2 separate regions of the Mus musculus genome follow, and region 1 is linked to region 2. The links are chromatin contacts, called in public HiChIP or PLAC-seq maps. All regions are on one chromosome and are shown on one strand. Each heading gives the region's core, a stretch centred on a gene start, on an enhancer-like site or on the middle of the called end of the contact. The rest is flanking DNA. Distances are from core to core; before and after follow the strand shown.

Evidence for each region. HiChIP or PLAC-seq counts read pairs in DNA pulled down with a chosen protein or histone mark.
Region 1: an H3K27ac HiChIP or PLAC-seq map of microglia shows a contact between it and region 2, with 5 times the contacts expected there. The contact joins two enhancer-like sites. A contact is called at or near these places in 2 of 115 datasets of contacts at active chromatin or transcription factors (bone marrow-derived dendritic cells and microglia) and 2 of 9 other capture datasets (adipose tissue and liver).

The regions. Positions count from the first base shown.
Region 1 is chr16:36,936,932-36,944,262 of GRCm38.p6, forward strand. It overlaps Hcls1 (hematopoietic cell specific Lyn substrate 1), which reads left to right. Exons shown (of 14, transcript NM_008225.2): 2 at 356-439; 3 at 902-975. The coding sequence starts at 356. Among named protein-coding and RNA genes, the nearest start is that of Hcls1, 5.6 kb to the left of the region's middle. Within about 2 kb of position 4,415, at least 113 of the 459 cell types and tissues checked have an H3K27ac peak or open chromatin away from gene starts, as enhancers often do. A contact at or near this core is called in bone marrow-derived dendritic cells and microglia, where this site is marked.
Region 2 is chr16:36,628,680-36,635,438 of GRCm38.p6, forward strand. It overlaps Cd86 (CD86 antigen), which reads right to left. Exons shown (of 8, transcript NM_019388.3): 2 at 291-340. Among named protein-coding and RNA genes, the nearest start is that of Cd86, 34 kb to the right of the region's middle. Within about 2 kb of position 3,717, at least 31 of the 459 cell types and tissues checked have an H3K27ac peak or open chromatin away from gene starts, as enhancers often do. A contact at or near this core is called in bone marrow-derived dendritic cells and microglia, where this site is marked.

The DNA of each region.
Region 1 (7,331 bases), core at 3,165-5,664, 310 kb after region 2:
AGGGACACTGGACTCATTTATGTCCTGACAGCTAAAAAAGGAAGCCCTGGAGAAATCTGAGTGAGGTGCCACAGCAGTCCTGTGGTAGGTGTTGTATGACCACGGGTCACCCCTACAAGCTGTGGACATAATGAACAATCCCAACACTTTGACAGAGGTTGTCTTGTGTTACCTACACCTATACTAAATTTTTTCCATATATGGGTGGGCTACTGATTTATCTTAAGATAAATGAGATGAGAAAGAGCAGAAGGAAACATTCCATTGCTCACGTAGTCAACTTTAGCATCCTTACCAACCTTCCTCTCAATTCTCTTTTTCACTCCTAATTATTTCCATCATTTGGTACCCTCAGATGTGGAAGTCTGTAGTGGGGCATGATGTATCGGTTTCCGTGGAGACCCAGGGTGATGACTGGGATACAGACCCTGACTTTGTGGTGAGTATGGAAGTAGCTTTGCTTGGACAGTGAAGTGGTCAGGAGCACCTCAGCCACTCTGAGTTTTGGCTGGGCTTAGAGAGATCTATCTGAGATTAAGACAGTCTTTGTGGTGGGTTGGATTGGCAAAACGAATAGATTTTATTAGTAGGAATGTGTGTTAGCTGATGTTGAGCATAGAAGGGGATAGGTGTGGGTCGTTTGATAGTGCCATTGGAGGACTGTGTGTGTGTGTCAAAAGAAGAAAGGATGGGTGATTCAGAGTAAGCAAGGACATGTCTAGGATCACTGGTTTAATTTTAATTTTCATGTGGCTTTGAGATAAATGCAGCCATGAGTGAAAGTAAAGACAAGAAGCTTCTAATACAGAGGGCATAAGGCGGAGCATGTGCATGTCAATTGGGAGGCTCCCTGCAACAGAGCACATTTCTCGCTGACACTGTTGCCTGTTGTCTCTTGTAGAATGACATCTCCGAGAAGGAGCAACGGTGGGGAGCCAAGACCATTGAGGGCTCTGGACGCACAGAGCACATCAAGTAGGTGCCAAAGACCCTGATGGAAACCCTGCAGGCTGGGGCTCAGGGGTGCAGAAAGGAAACAGCCATGGCTGCGAATCTTTGCATTTATTTATTTTTTTCTAGAATCTCTGTGTACCTAGTATTCCTATGGCTCCATGTGTTTTCACTTTATCTCTCTCATCACCCACATATTATTATGTATCTTTTATATATAACAGCTCTGTCACTTTGGGGGGGCAGGGCAGTATCAACTATCTCCCTTTAATAAGACATTAGGTAGCAGAGAATTGGGCATAAATGCTGAAGTTCTATAAGGCTATCTGTCATATATCTAGCTATCACCCATCTCTACCCTATAAATTATGTATCAAATGCCATTTCATCTAAACTTTTACAGAAGTGTAGAACATGTGTAGGGTGACTGCCAATGGGCTAAGAAGACATCAATTCTGGGTGTGGTCATACACACCTTTAATTCCAGCACTCAGGAGGCTGAAGCAAGCAAGTCTCTGTGACTTCAAAGCAGTCTGGTCTACATCGTAAATTCCAGGCCAGCCAGGAGACTGTCTCAAAAAAGGAAGGCATCAGTAAAATGTCCAGGAAAGGAACTCCTGCATAAATGGTGTGTTGAGGACAATATCAGCTCTCATACTGGTACAGAGACTTGAGACACAGTTTTGCATTTGACTACTATTTGATAGAAATTGGGAACCATTAATATTAATGTAAATAAATATGACATTTGGAGAAGCTGATGACTAAAACCATTTTAGAAATGATGTTTAATCTTCAAGAGAACTTTCTCTTTTTTTTTCTGAAATTATTATGTCAGTGTAGCCCAGGTTGTAAAATTTTACCTAGTCTGCATGAAGTCCTGTTTGTTCCCAGCACCAAATAAGTTAGTTGTGGGGGTTTCCTAGCACTGCATGGTGGAGGGAGGTGGCTGTGGGAAAGTAATGGATGCTGAAGGCTCAGAAGTTCAATACCAAGGCAAGCCTGGGTTACATTGCATGAATTATAATGTGTTAAAGATACTCTGAGTTGCCAAGAATGCATTAGTGCTTTGTTAAGGAAAGAAATAAAAGCACTCTAAGCAAGAGACAGTCTAGATACTTCACACTCTCTGTGTCTTTCTTCCTCTGTCTGTCTTCTGCATGTGTCTGAATCTGTTAGACTGATTGAAGACTGGATTGTGAATCTGTTTGTCCCCATGTCACTGTGTGTCTGTCTGTGTGTGACAGCTGTGTAACTGTGTGTATCTGTACCTCCCTACAAAAAGCTCTGCTCTGTCTTTATGGAAAAGCATAGAAAGTATCATACAGGAGAAAGAATGATGGATGCTTAGCAGAACTATCAGCAATAAAGTCACTGGCTCCAATTGACCCAGATAACAAATGTCATTGTTGATCAACCAGTATCCATAAATGGTTGCTTTCAACCTCTCTGGTGGGATTTAGGAAGTTGCTTTCAACTTCTGCATTTGATGTTTTTAACAAATGATGTACATGCATTAGTCTGTGTTGGGGACGTGGAAGAGAATGTAACTTAAGGTTGTAGCTGTGCATTACCTTTGGTGGTAAGAACTGACCACATGGCAAGTAAGTCCTGTTGTTACATTGTTCTCTTGAAGCAGGTTTAACAGGCTAAGTCCCGTTGTTACATTGTTCTCTTGAAGCAGGTTTAACATGCTAAGTGTTAAGTAGTGTCAACTTTGGTTATGAGATCAGGCAAAACATTCAAAATCTTAGGATTTAGGGGATGTTTTTAGAATATTACATCACCACAATACATGCAACTGTTTCCAAAAGAAAGAAGCCAATATGGGCATATCTAGGATTTTCTATGGAATCAATATTCCATACTTGGTGACTGAGAGATTCATACTGCTCGTCCATAGGCTAGTCAGGATCATCTAACCAGGACTGTTGGTTCTGGGTAGCCCCAGGCTGCCATATTTTTTAGGATCAAGGCAAATACAGGGAATGACATAATATGGGTGAAAGTTGGAAAATCATGAATCGGCACTTCTAAACTTGGCAAGATTAAGTCGATTTTCCACTCCATTCCCAACTCCTCCTTCCACACATGACAATATTTTAGACTAATTTCCCCCTAGATTTTAAGAAGTGTCAGTGGTGACCACATTGCACCAGCCACAGACTTGGCACAAACTTGTGTAGATCTGGAATGTCTCTGAATACGGTAGAGACCTAAATGGTTTAATGTAAGTAGCTATACTGAATACTTTTTATTTCATTTATTTATTTTTATATGTATGGGTCTTTTTTCAGTATACGTGTTTATGTACCACGCGTGGCTAAGTTGCCCATGGTACAGATGCTCTGGAGCTGGAGTTACAGATTGTTGTAAGCTGTCATGTGGGTGCCGGGGATCAAACCCAGGTCCTCTGGAAGGGCAGCCAGTGCTTTTAACCCCTCAGCCATCTCACCAGTCCCAAGTGAGTGTTACTCTTAAACGAATCAAGCAATACTGGAAAGCATGTAGAGTGACAAAGAAAAAGCAGAAACAAGGAGTTTCCCAGAAGCTCCCTGAGCGCTCACAGATGAAGAAGGTCAAAGCTCTTTTCTCCTCTGAGTGAAGCCCCCACTCTCTGGTGTTCTGGGAAGTGCTGACCTGAGAGAGCACTCCCATGCTGCTTTCCCTCCCATGTGCCTGCATCTTGTGTGTCAGCTAGGAGTAGGACATTTTAAGGACTACTTCTAAAACCCTGCTGTGAGCCGGTAGGAAGAGCTTGCGTTCTGAAGATTTTGATTTCGTTCCCAGCTCTGTCATCATTAGTGGTGTGAACTCAGTCACAGCTAATGTCTTAGTGGCCCATTTTATTAACTCATGGGGATAATGACAGCTACTCTGGATTGAATAGTATATGTGACTGACTGTCTGCTGGCCCTCTTAGTACTACTTAGCACTTTGGTTCTATCTATACGCTGTTAATGTAGATGAGCTTTATCTGATTTCTATCCCCAAAACCTAACACAAGTGTGCAGCAGCTAATACCTTCCTACTTCCTAAATAGCTTTTAATCAAATGGCTGTATTGCATACCACGTCATTTTCACACGGTGGTGACTCTGCATATCTCCTTGTTAACCTAACCAGATCTATATCCACTATAGTAAATGTTGGAGATGGTTTCACAAAAGCTTGTTCCATTCCTATTTGTTAAAGCCTTCTACACGCAAAAGCTGGGACCCTGCTGGGAATGGGCTAAGTGACCTTGGACAAATCTTTTCTGCTCTCTGATCTTCAGTTTTCCCATCTAGATCAAACAGTCCTCGGGGGCATTTCAGCATAAAGTCTGTAATATCCTTTGGATGGTCCCACTAAGCCACCCTTGATGGCCAAGTGGAAATCACCAAGACCCTGGGAGTGGAGGGGAAATTGGAGAGGAGAGTTCTTGCCAGACTGAGCTGACTCAAAACAGGAAAAGGAAGTGACTGTGCTTCTTGGTAGGCGTGAGACCCGCCCCCCTCACCACTGTGTTTCTTTTTAGGTCAGCCTTGAATAAATTTAGTCTGGGGACGGCTTTCTAATTCAGAGACTAGCTTAAGCAATTCTACCCGTCTCTTATCAGTGTATAGAGAAATGACCCCACTATCAAGGCTATTACCCTCTCTCCTCTCTGTGTTTGTCTATGCCTGGAAGAGGAAGAGATCCTTACTACCCTCAAACAGTAATCCTTAAACTCTCTGTGGGAGAGGACAAATGCTTTTATCTGCTGTTTTCCTATTATCAAATGTATTATAGATTGATACATTTGTGTAATAAAATATAACTGATTGAAAAACAATGACGAAGAAAATACAAGCACAATTTTTATCTTGTAATCAACAGATACAAGATCACCATGTAAGACTGGTATTCACGTTTCTAAAGTCAGACTTTTGATTTTTATCTGATTTCATTGAGGAAAAGAAGCAGGTCAGCTCCCTGACTGTGCTGTGAGCATTACATTGGACAAGGCCTTTGGTGCGTCCTGAAGTCTTAAGATTAGGTTTCAGTGAGAAATAGCTGTAGCTGCCTCAGGGGCTTAGCCAATATTATGCCCTACAACTTTACACAAAGTGCAAATAAAGAACTGCAGAGGACCAGGGACTGGTGCCAGCTCTGCTATGCCAGCACCAGGGCAGTAAAGGGAATAGTTTCACCACTCTGCTGTTGTTTATCCATATGACTGGAGATAATAGTCCTGACTCTCCTTACCTCGCCGTGAAGAGCCGCGGCTATGCCATGAGAACAAAAGGTCTCATTATTGAGTTGTGGCTTGTCATGCAGTCATGCATGTCTATTATAGATGATGATGTCATTCTGCTAGCACAGAAAAGTAAGGTATTCATTCTTGATTTTAACAATTTGTCTAAGGCTATAGACATAAAATAGACAGATAATAATTTGAATTCAGCTCAATCTGAATCTAAGGGCTAAGTACTTAGCCACTATGTCATATTGTTTTTAATAAACATAATTTGTCATGTCCACAATTCTCTTTTGAAAGGCAATCTGAATTCCCGTGATCAACTGCCCCCTTTCCCTAGGATTGCTCTCCTCTTTAAAGCCGCTGAGTATATTTAGTCCGGCTTTAACAAGATGCCATACTCACTGCATAGGCATGGACCTCTTTAGGAGTACGTAAAAGCCATCATTCCCTTAATACAGCTTATTTTAAAAACTCAGTGCTGTTAATGTGTAATAATTATAAACCAGTGAATTTTGATAACACTACAAGGAACCACCAATACGGTGAGGACAGAGAAGATTTCAGGCACACTAGCAGTCCTGTGTGTGTCTGTAGTCAGTGCCCCTTGCTGAATATACAAGCACTGACTTATTTTCCATCCATGTGGCATAGGTACTAGGGTCTCTCTAAAGTTTCAGTAAATAAATAACAAAGACTGTTCATCTCTTTTGTGTTGGTTTTCTTTTATTCAGCATGTTTTTGAACTCTGGTTAGAGAGTTGTATATATTGGTCTTTTATTTCCCGTTACTGTCAAACAGTATCTATTGTGTAGCTATGGTACCATTTGATTTGTTCATTGATCTGATGCTATTCCAAATATATTCTGAGTGTTTGAGCACATCTCTCTCCTTTGACATATATTTTTATATTTTCCAAGGTATACTTAAAGATCTAATTGCTTATTCATACAGTCAGTGAGTGTTTACCTTTTTAGAAACTACCAATCTATTTTCCAAAAAGAAATTTGTCATAGATCATTTCTACCAGAAATGTATGTGTTGCACTTGTTCCGTGTCCTTGTCAGCACTTGTTATTGTTGGTATTTTGAATGTTGGCCACTCTGTGGGTATGCAGAGATGTTAATTTGTGTTTCTTGGGTGAGTAAACCTATTAAGCATTTTTCATGTGCTTCATTTTCATGTCTCTTCACCTATCTTCTTTCTGAAATGTCTGTTCATATATTTACTCAGTTTTAATGTACTTAATGTACTTTTATTGAGTTCCCTGTATAGTTTAGAAACAGATCTTATGTAAAATGAGTATTTTATAAATATTCTTCCAAGAGGAATGATTGCTCTTTTAATTTTCTGGTGGTATTGTTTGAATGGCACAAGATTTGAATTCTGATGAAGTCTGATTTATATAAAAAGATTATTTTATCATTAGTGGGTTTTTTGGTTTATTTGTTTTTTGTTTGTCTAAGAGAAAAAATTTACCTCAGAGTTGTAAAGATTATCTCAAACATTTGGCTCAATTTAAAATTTTATTTTTTTAATATTTATGTGCGGCATGCAATTGAGTTAAGGCTCTTCTTCTCTATGGATATCCAATTTCCAAACACAATCCAAACTCTTTTTCCCACTGACTTAGCAGATTTCTTTGACCTTCTGTATGGTTGACTTTTGGACTCTGTTCTGCTTCCTTAAGCAATGTTTGCCCTGACAGCACACTACCACAGTGCTGTTATTATAGCTGTGTGCTAAGTCATTGAAATGGAATAGGCCTCCAACTGCGTGTTCCTTCAAAAGCTTTTCCTACTATCCCAGGATTCTATAATTTCATACATTTAGAATTAGCTAGTCAGCTTCTCGGGAAAAAAAAATGCCTCTTGAGAGTTTGACTGGGGGTCCACTGGAGTTGTTAGACCATTTAGAGGGATAGGAAACATGTTGGTAGTATTGAGTTCTCCAATCTATGAACCCGTGGCATTCCTCTACTTATTTAGATCATCTTTGAGTTAGTTTTTCAGAAGTATTATTCAGTGTTCAAGTCTTAAATCATATTTCATTAAATTTGTCCTAAAGCATTTCATGTTATGTTATGACTATGATTTACTTTTAATTTCTGGTCTTCAAATGTCTGCAGCTGGCAGATAGAAATGCAATCGACTTTGATA
Region 2 (6,759 bases), core at 2,467-4,966:
TGTCATGGCTCTCTTTACCCCTCTAAGAGTCCTGGACAGGACACTCCACCTTGTGCTGTGTGTTGAGGTCCTGGGGGTTTGGTTGTAGAGGAGGAAGATGCCCAGACAGCTGGCCATGGTCCTGATCCTTCCGTACTCTCTAGGAAAGCTATTTGCTATGGAGTCTTCGGCAACTCAAGTCAAACGTGAGCAAACCATACCAACAACTCTCAGGCCTGGGCTTTCAGTGCTCTGACTCACTGAATGACAGCAGAAGGACTCCAGGACTTTACACAGAAAAGGGTTCTTACCTGAGATCAGCAAGACTGTCACAAAGATAAGGATTGCCAAGCCCATGGTGCTGGAGTTTAAAAAGACAAGATAAAACTTAGTTAGAAAGTGAGACTGAAAACAATTGTTCACTGAAACATGAACTAGAAAGAGTATTTAAAATTCGTGTAGGTTCCCACATTCACTGAAGTCATTTCTCCCCACCTAGCTCCATACACAGGCCATATTTCCCAGCCTCCTTTGCAGTGAGGCAGGCCATGATACTGGGGGCAGAAAATATGTCTGCTGCTTCTAAACATGGTAACAGCGGTCTCCTTCCTCCTCCCTCTTCCTTCCTCTCTCCCCCTACCTCCTTCCTCCTCCCTTCCCTCTTCTCCCTCCCCACTCCTCTCTCCTTTTCCTTCCCAGACTCAGGAAATCTCAAGAAAAAGTGCAAGGGCTAATACGATGCCCACGTCTCATAAAGGCAGAGACTTAAGTTTCCAGACTGAAGTAGTATAAAACAGCGTTCTCCACCCCTCCACACCCTTCCCATGCTGATCGAGACTGTGACATTAGCCAGAAGTACTTGATGTTAGATGACAAAGCTGTGGGACATTCTATGGTAGAGCAAGGCATTACTTTTGTCTCAACCAATGCAGGGAATATGAGAGAATACCGAGACCCTTGAGTAAAATCGAACTTCCTTTGATTTTCCCGTGGTTTTCAAAGTTTCGCGTGCATGGAAAGTCACCGGGAGAGCGTGCCAAACACTTTCCTGGGCCTCGTGCACAGAGCATCTGGCCATAAGTTGAAATGAAGCCTATGTCTAACTACCTGACATACTCACTTCATCTGTAAGGCATGCTAAAGAAAAAACGTCAGGCAAGACTTTATAATGTCTAGTTTCTTCTTCCTCTCGCTTTCTCTCTGCTTCTCGACTCAACCGCTCGATATAGACCAAAAAGATGTTAGAGCTTACTAGAAGCACAGGATAAAGACCAACATTAGACTGGTGGGGAAACAAATCGATTACCAAAGTTTGGAGCAGATCCCAATACAAGGCCGACGCTAACTGCTTACCCTAGGAATGAACCACCTAGTATTAGGTGACACTCAAATTTGGCTTGCAGCGTTTTAATGGCTAATATAAAAGGGGAAACCTAGCAGGTGGATTACTACTCAGCTTTGTATATAAAAGGAAAGTGGTGCTTTGGGAAGACACACAAGTATTATTCATTCAATAGCAGAAATTTCTCCCTTGGAGGGTGGACTGTCTACAGCCATTCTCCATCCTTCAGGTCGTGTCTGTATACTTCCTTCTTTTCTTATAGTGCTTGGCACAGGGCAGTGGGCTAAAACAGTGTGTGTGTGTGTGTGTGTGTGTGTGTGTGTGTGTGTATTTGTGTGTGTGCTTTAATCCTTCGAGACGGTAATTTTTTTTAATTAAGAATTTTTAGAGATTATATCTGAACATAACATGAAAATGCTAAAGTAAAGCTGAGTCTTGGACATGGTAGCAGATGCATTTTAATCCCAGCACTTGGGAGGCAGAGGTAAATGTTCATCTATCTCAGTGAATCCTAGGCCAGGCTAGTGAGCTTTAAGCCAACAAGGGTACATAGTAAGACCTTGGTTTTTTGTTTGTTTGTTTGTTTGATTGTTTGATTGTTTAAAGTAATGGTGAGGTATCAGTTAATTCTTCTGTTGTTGCAACAAAATATCTGATAAAACAACATAAGGAAGGGAGGGAAGGCTTGTTTTGGCTTACAGGTTTGGGTGCAGCCCATAATTTCAGGGACATCATGGGGTGGGGGCAGGGGTGGGAGGCACCCAGCCTCATTGTACCCTCAGTTCAGAAAGCAGAGGAAGATGCTGGTACTCATCTTGCCTTCCCATTTTTATTCAGCCTGAGACCCCAACCCACGCAATGATGCAGGCTGCATTGAAGATGGCTTGAAATAACCCAGTCACTTACAACATCCCAGAATTCTAGATTGGTGATTCAAGTTGGCAGCCATTATTAGCTATCAGAGTGACAAATAGTTGAAAGCCAGGATCCCTATGGACTCTGGTCCCTGGCCATCTAACTTTCTTCCAAAGTGTGCCTGGAATGACCAGTTACCTATTTCAGTTTCTTGCCTTCACTTATTTTAGACAAAATACAACAAAGTAATAACTCAGATCCACATGTATTAGCGTTTGATTTTAAAACACAAATAGAAGCATTCAATACATACTTTTACATAGATGCTACCAGCTTAGGGATTATTTTATATCCATAATAATTAGCACTATCATATTAGCAGTTGCATACTATTCTGCTGTAATCTACTTGATGCAAATAGCCTGATTAGTTGCTCCTAATTTTCTGTTGTAAAGAAAAACCCAAATTATATTCTGCCTCATACCTGCAGGAGCTGGCCACTTCTCAGAAGGAGAATCTCTTGACCAAGAGCTGACGAGTAATGGAATTTTAGTTTTCACAGATACAGAAAGATTTTCCTCCACAATTATACGTTAAAACTTCCACCGACAGGAGACTACTTACTTTCACATGTTTTGGGGGGGGAATGTTTTCAAATTTGTGAATTTTTGATCTGTACCATTTAAAGATTAAAATGACGCTTCATTATACATTTTTGACAGTGCTTGGAATTGAGCCCAGGGCCTTGCGCTAGCCAGGCAAGTGCCCCACTGACTGAATTCCTCAACCCTCTCATCGTAGTTTTTTTAAATATGGTAAAATACATACAATGTTTACTAGACTGATCATTTCCAAACATGCAGCAGCACATGAAAGATTTGCATTGTGCAACCATCAACATCACAGTATCCCCAAGTCTTCTCACATTGCAAGATGGAAACTCTGGACTCAGTCAACAGCGATCGTTCCTCATTTTTCCTTCCTGCCCCCCACTCCCCACCCCGGTCTCAGAAACCACCTTCTGTCTCCATGGACCTGAGTTCTTTAGATGGAAGTGGAATCTTACAGTATTTAGCTTTCTGTGGTGGGTTTGCTTCACTTAGCGCTGCCTTAGGGGCCCATCCTCATTGTAGGACCTGCTGGGATCCCTGCTCTTCTGAAGATGCTCACACCGGGTTCAGCGTCTGTGCCCATCTGCAGAGGGCTGCTTGAATTATGTACATCTTTTTAGTGCCGTGAAGACTGCTGCTGTGAACATGAGGTGTACGAATTTCTCCCCAGTTTTCTGCTTTCACTTCTTTTAGATACAAACCAAGAAGTGGAAGAGTAGGTCATATGGAGATTCTATTTTAAACCCTCTGAGGAACCACTGTCCACCAGAACTTCACATTCCCATCAAAGGCAACCAATAACGGATTTCTCCATATCCTGGGCGACATTTTTTTTTTTTCTGATTTGCTTTTCAAAGTCTAAGCCACATCTGGTAGGTGGTTTCCACTGTTATTTCAAAACAAATTTCTCTTATGAATCTGAGTATCCTGCCACATGATTAATACGTTTGTATTCTTACGCCACGTATTCGTCACACAGCCCTCTCCGCCCCACCTCCCCGCATCCTGTCTTGAGTCTGACTTTCTCTTGTTAAACTGTAGAAGCTCTTTTTTTTTTTCCCATATAGAAATTTAGCAGTTTGTGATAATGTTACAAGTAAGTTCAGCTGCCAAAATATTAGATGTTTGGTGTGAGAACCAAATGTCTAGCTCCCAGTAGCTTTCTCCCTCTCTCCCAGTAACTGTAATGGATGTTAGGGTTTAGCATTGTCAGTTGAGCTATAGCAGACATGGCACGTGGGCAGAGCCTGGGGACCCTTGCCTATTTTGTCACAGTAAGTCACTCACAGTATCCTATTTATCATGGATCTGAAGGCTGGGGCCTTGTTAGGTCTGAATTCCTCCCTAAATATAGGAGTCTGTATAATACCTGAAAAGTCAACACACTGGATCTAATCAGAGAACTTTTCCCCACCTGACATGTCAAACACACGAGGTCTCCAAATCAAATGACCCTATGCTATAAACTTAATTGATTAGTTTAACTCAGGTAATCACATGGAACCATTACGGCAGCGTTCTCAATCTGTGGGTTGTGACCCCTTTGTGGGACTAATGACCCTTTCACAGGGCTGCTGAAGAGCATCAGAAATATCAGATGTTTACTTACGATTCATTGCAGTGCCAACATTACAGTTATGAAACAGCAATGAAAACAATTGTATGGTTGGGGGTCACCACAGCTTGTATTAAGGGGTCTCAGCATTAGGAAGGTTGAGAGCCCCTGCATAATAGCCTTCCAAAATCTCGAACAAATAGTCCCTGAAACTCACTGGGTGGGGCAAACTCTGGCCCTGCCCAGGAAGTCCATACTGTTGCAAACTTCTCTGTTTGGAAACTTGTCTTTCCCTGATTAGAAACATCAGCCTCCTTCACTACTTCTGAGTTGACTGATACCAGCTTTGTGAGTATTTTGCTTTGTTTTGTTTGTTTGTTTTTTGTTTGTGTGTGCGTGTGTGTGTGTGTGTGTGTGTGTGTGTGTGTGTGTGTGTGTGTTTGCAGGGTAAGGATTTGAGAGAGGGTCTTGCTCTATAGCTCAGGTTTGTCTCAAATGCATGATCCCTGAAACTACCCACAGTAAGCCAGGCTTCAGCAAAAGCCATTTAGGAGCTTGAGGATGGCAAAGTTCTACACCTCACACTTTGGCCTTGCCAGACAGTCCCAGTTCCCTAGAGGAGCATCACGAATGCTCACAAGGAGACTGCATACCAGCCTGGCAGACACTCCATTGCCCGTTCCTAAAACACGGACACAACCTTCCTTTAGAAATTGTGTGTGTGTGTGTGTGTGTGTGTGTGTGTGTGTGTGTGTGTGAGGAAGCTAGCTTCTCCACTCTTGTTGGCTCAGAACAGAGCTGTCACTTCCCCAGGAATGAACCGTCCCCCAAACTCCAAACACCAGCAAGGCTTTTACCAGATGGCCCAAGAAATGGAAATTCTTACTATCAGAGCGGGTGTTCAGCAGACGCAATGGGAGAGGAAAGAACCTAAGAATTTATGGGGGGATTCTCTGACAGATTTCTGTCACTAGAAGCAGAATCGGGTCTGAGGGGTGGGTGAGCTAGCGAAAAGCCTAAAAAGGAAGACTGTTCACACAAGAAGAGTTGTTTGCCAAAATTTTGGTAGTATCTTTAATAAAGATGTTTGTCTTCAGCATCCAAAAACGAAGAGGAGGAGGAGGGGGAGGGGGATGGGGGGGAGGAGTTACAGTCTAGAAAGCAAAGTGCCCGGTAATACCATCTTCGCTGACTTTATATACACTCTTACACAAGTAAGAGTGGTGGGGTGAATGACCAAGCACCCTGGTTTCTGATGTCTGGGTGAGATTGTTAACCCCCATAATACAGATGAAGAACCAGTTTCAAAGGGTGAAGATATGTTCAAGGCCATGAAACTGGTAATAGCAGAACTGAGATTCAAACTGATCCAACTTTACTGATTTTTCTTTAACACAATGCCAACCAGATTCAGTAGTGCATGGGCAGCAAGCAAAGAGATTCCAAATCTGCCCACTGGCAGGATAAGAGGAGACAGGGCACTACCAGAACATACCCTAAAATCATTACAGGACCCTTGGGAGACCCTGAGGTGGGGTAGAATGGGGTCAAAGCCTCCATTTGCATCATGGGAGGTTTTGTTCTAGTAGGCAAATCATTCCACAGATGCTGCTTGAGCACCTACTATGTGCCAGGTAGAACACTACCCTGTTCCACACCTCACAGGCAACAGGCTTTAGCGTAGGCACTGGGATCTAGCTGAGGCAGAAGAGGGGAGATGAGGTGGCACAAAGGACCACGCTGTTCTGAAAGAGAAAGTGGGAGAATGGTTCCCTGGGAGCAATCAGGAGGCCATCAATGGAAAAGACTTTGCCCTGAACTTAGCGGTAACCAGGTAGTAGGAAAATGCTACTAAGAGGAGCATTGTCTCAGCTAGGTTGCTCATTCACTGTCTTAAAGGCAAATATTTACTGAGTATTTTCAGCATTAAAGTTCTTCTAGAGGTCTAGGGAGATGTAAAGATACATAGGCCTGGATCCTTCAAATAGCACTAAAAAGAAAGGCAGGGTGTCCAGGAATAAGTCAAGCTGGAAAACACCGTGGAGAGCCGCAGCACTTAGCTCCTCCCGAGGTGTACGGTGTTCTTGCTAGGAGCAAATCAGCAGATGGCATGGCCACTAGAGGAAGGACCCAATCCGGTCGCGCAAGCGCACTAGGGCCTGGTCGCTCCTCTATGTCTGTACATACTTACGGCTCAACAAGCCTACTGTGGGTGGATCCATCTGCTGGCAGAGGGACATAGATCCCAAGAACACTCCTTGCTGGAGCCTCTGTTGGCCTCTACTGCGCCATAAAGTACTGGGGTTCTTCACAGAGTCCCAAAAGCTAAAGGCGCATGCTAACAGCAGCTAGTGTTATCGTTGAGACGCTGAGAGGAAAAGGGTGGGGCTGTTTCCTTTCATCTGAAGTTTCTGAAC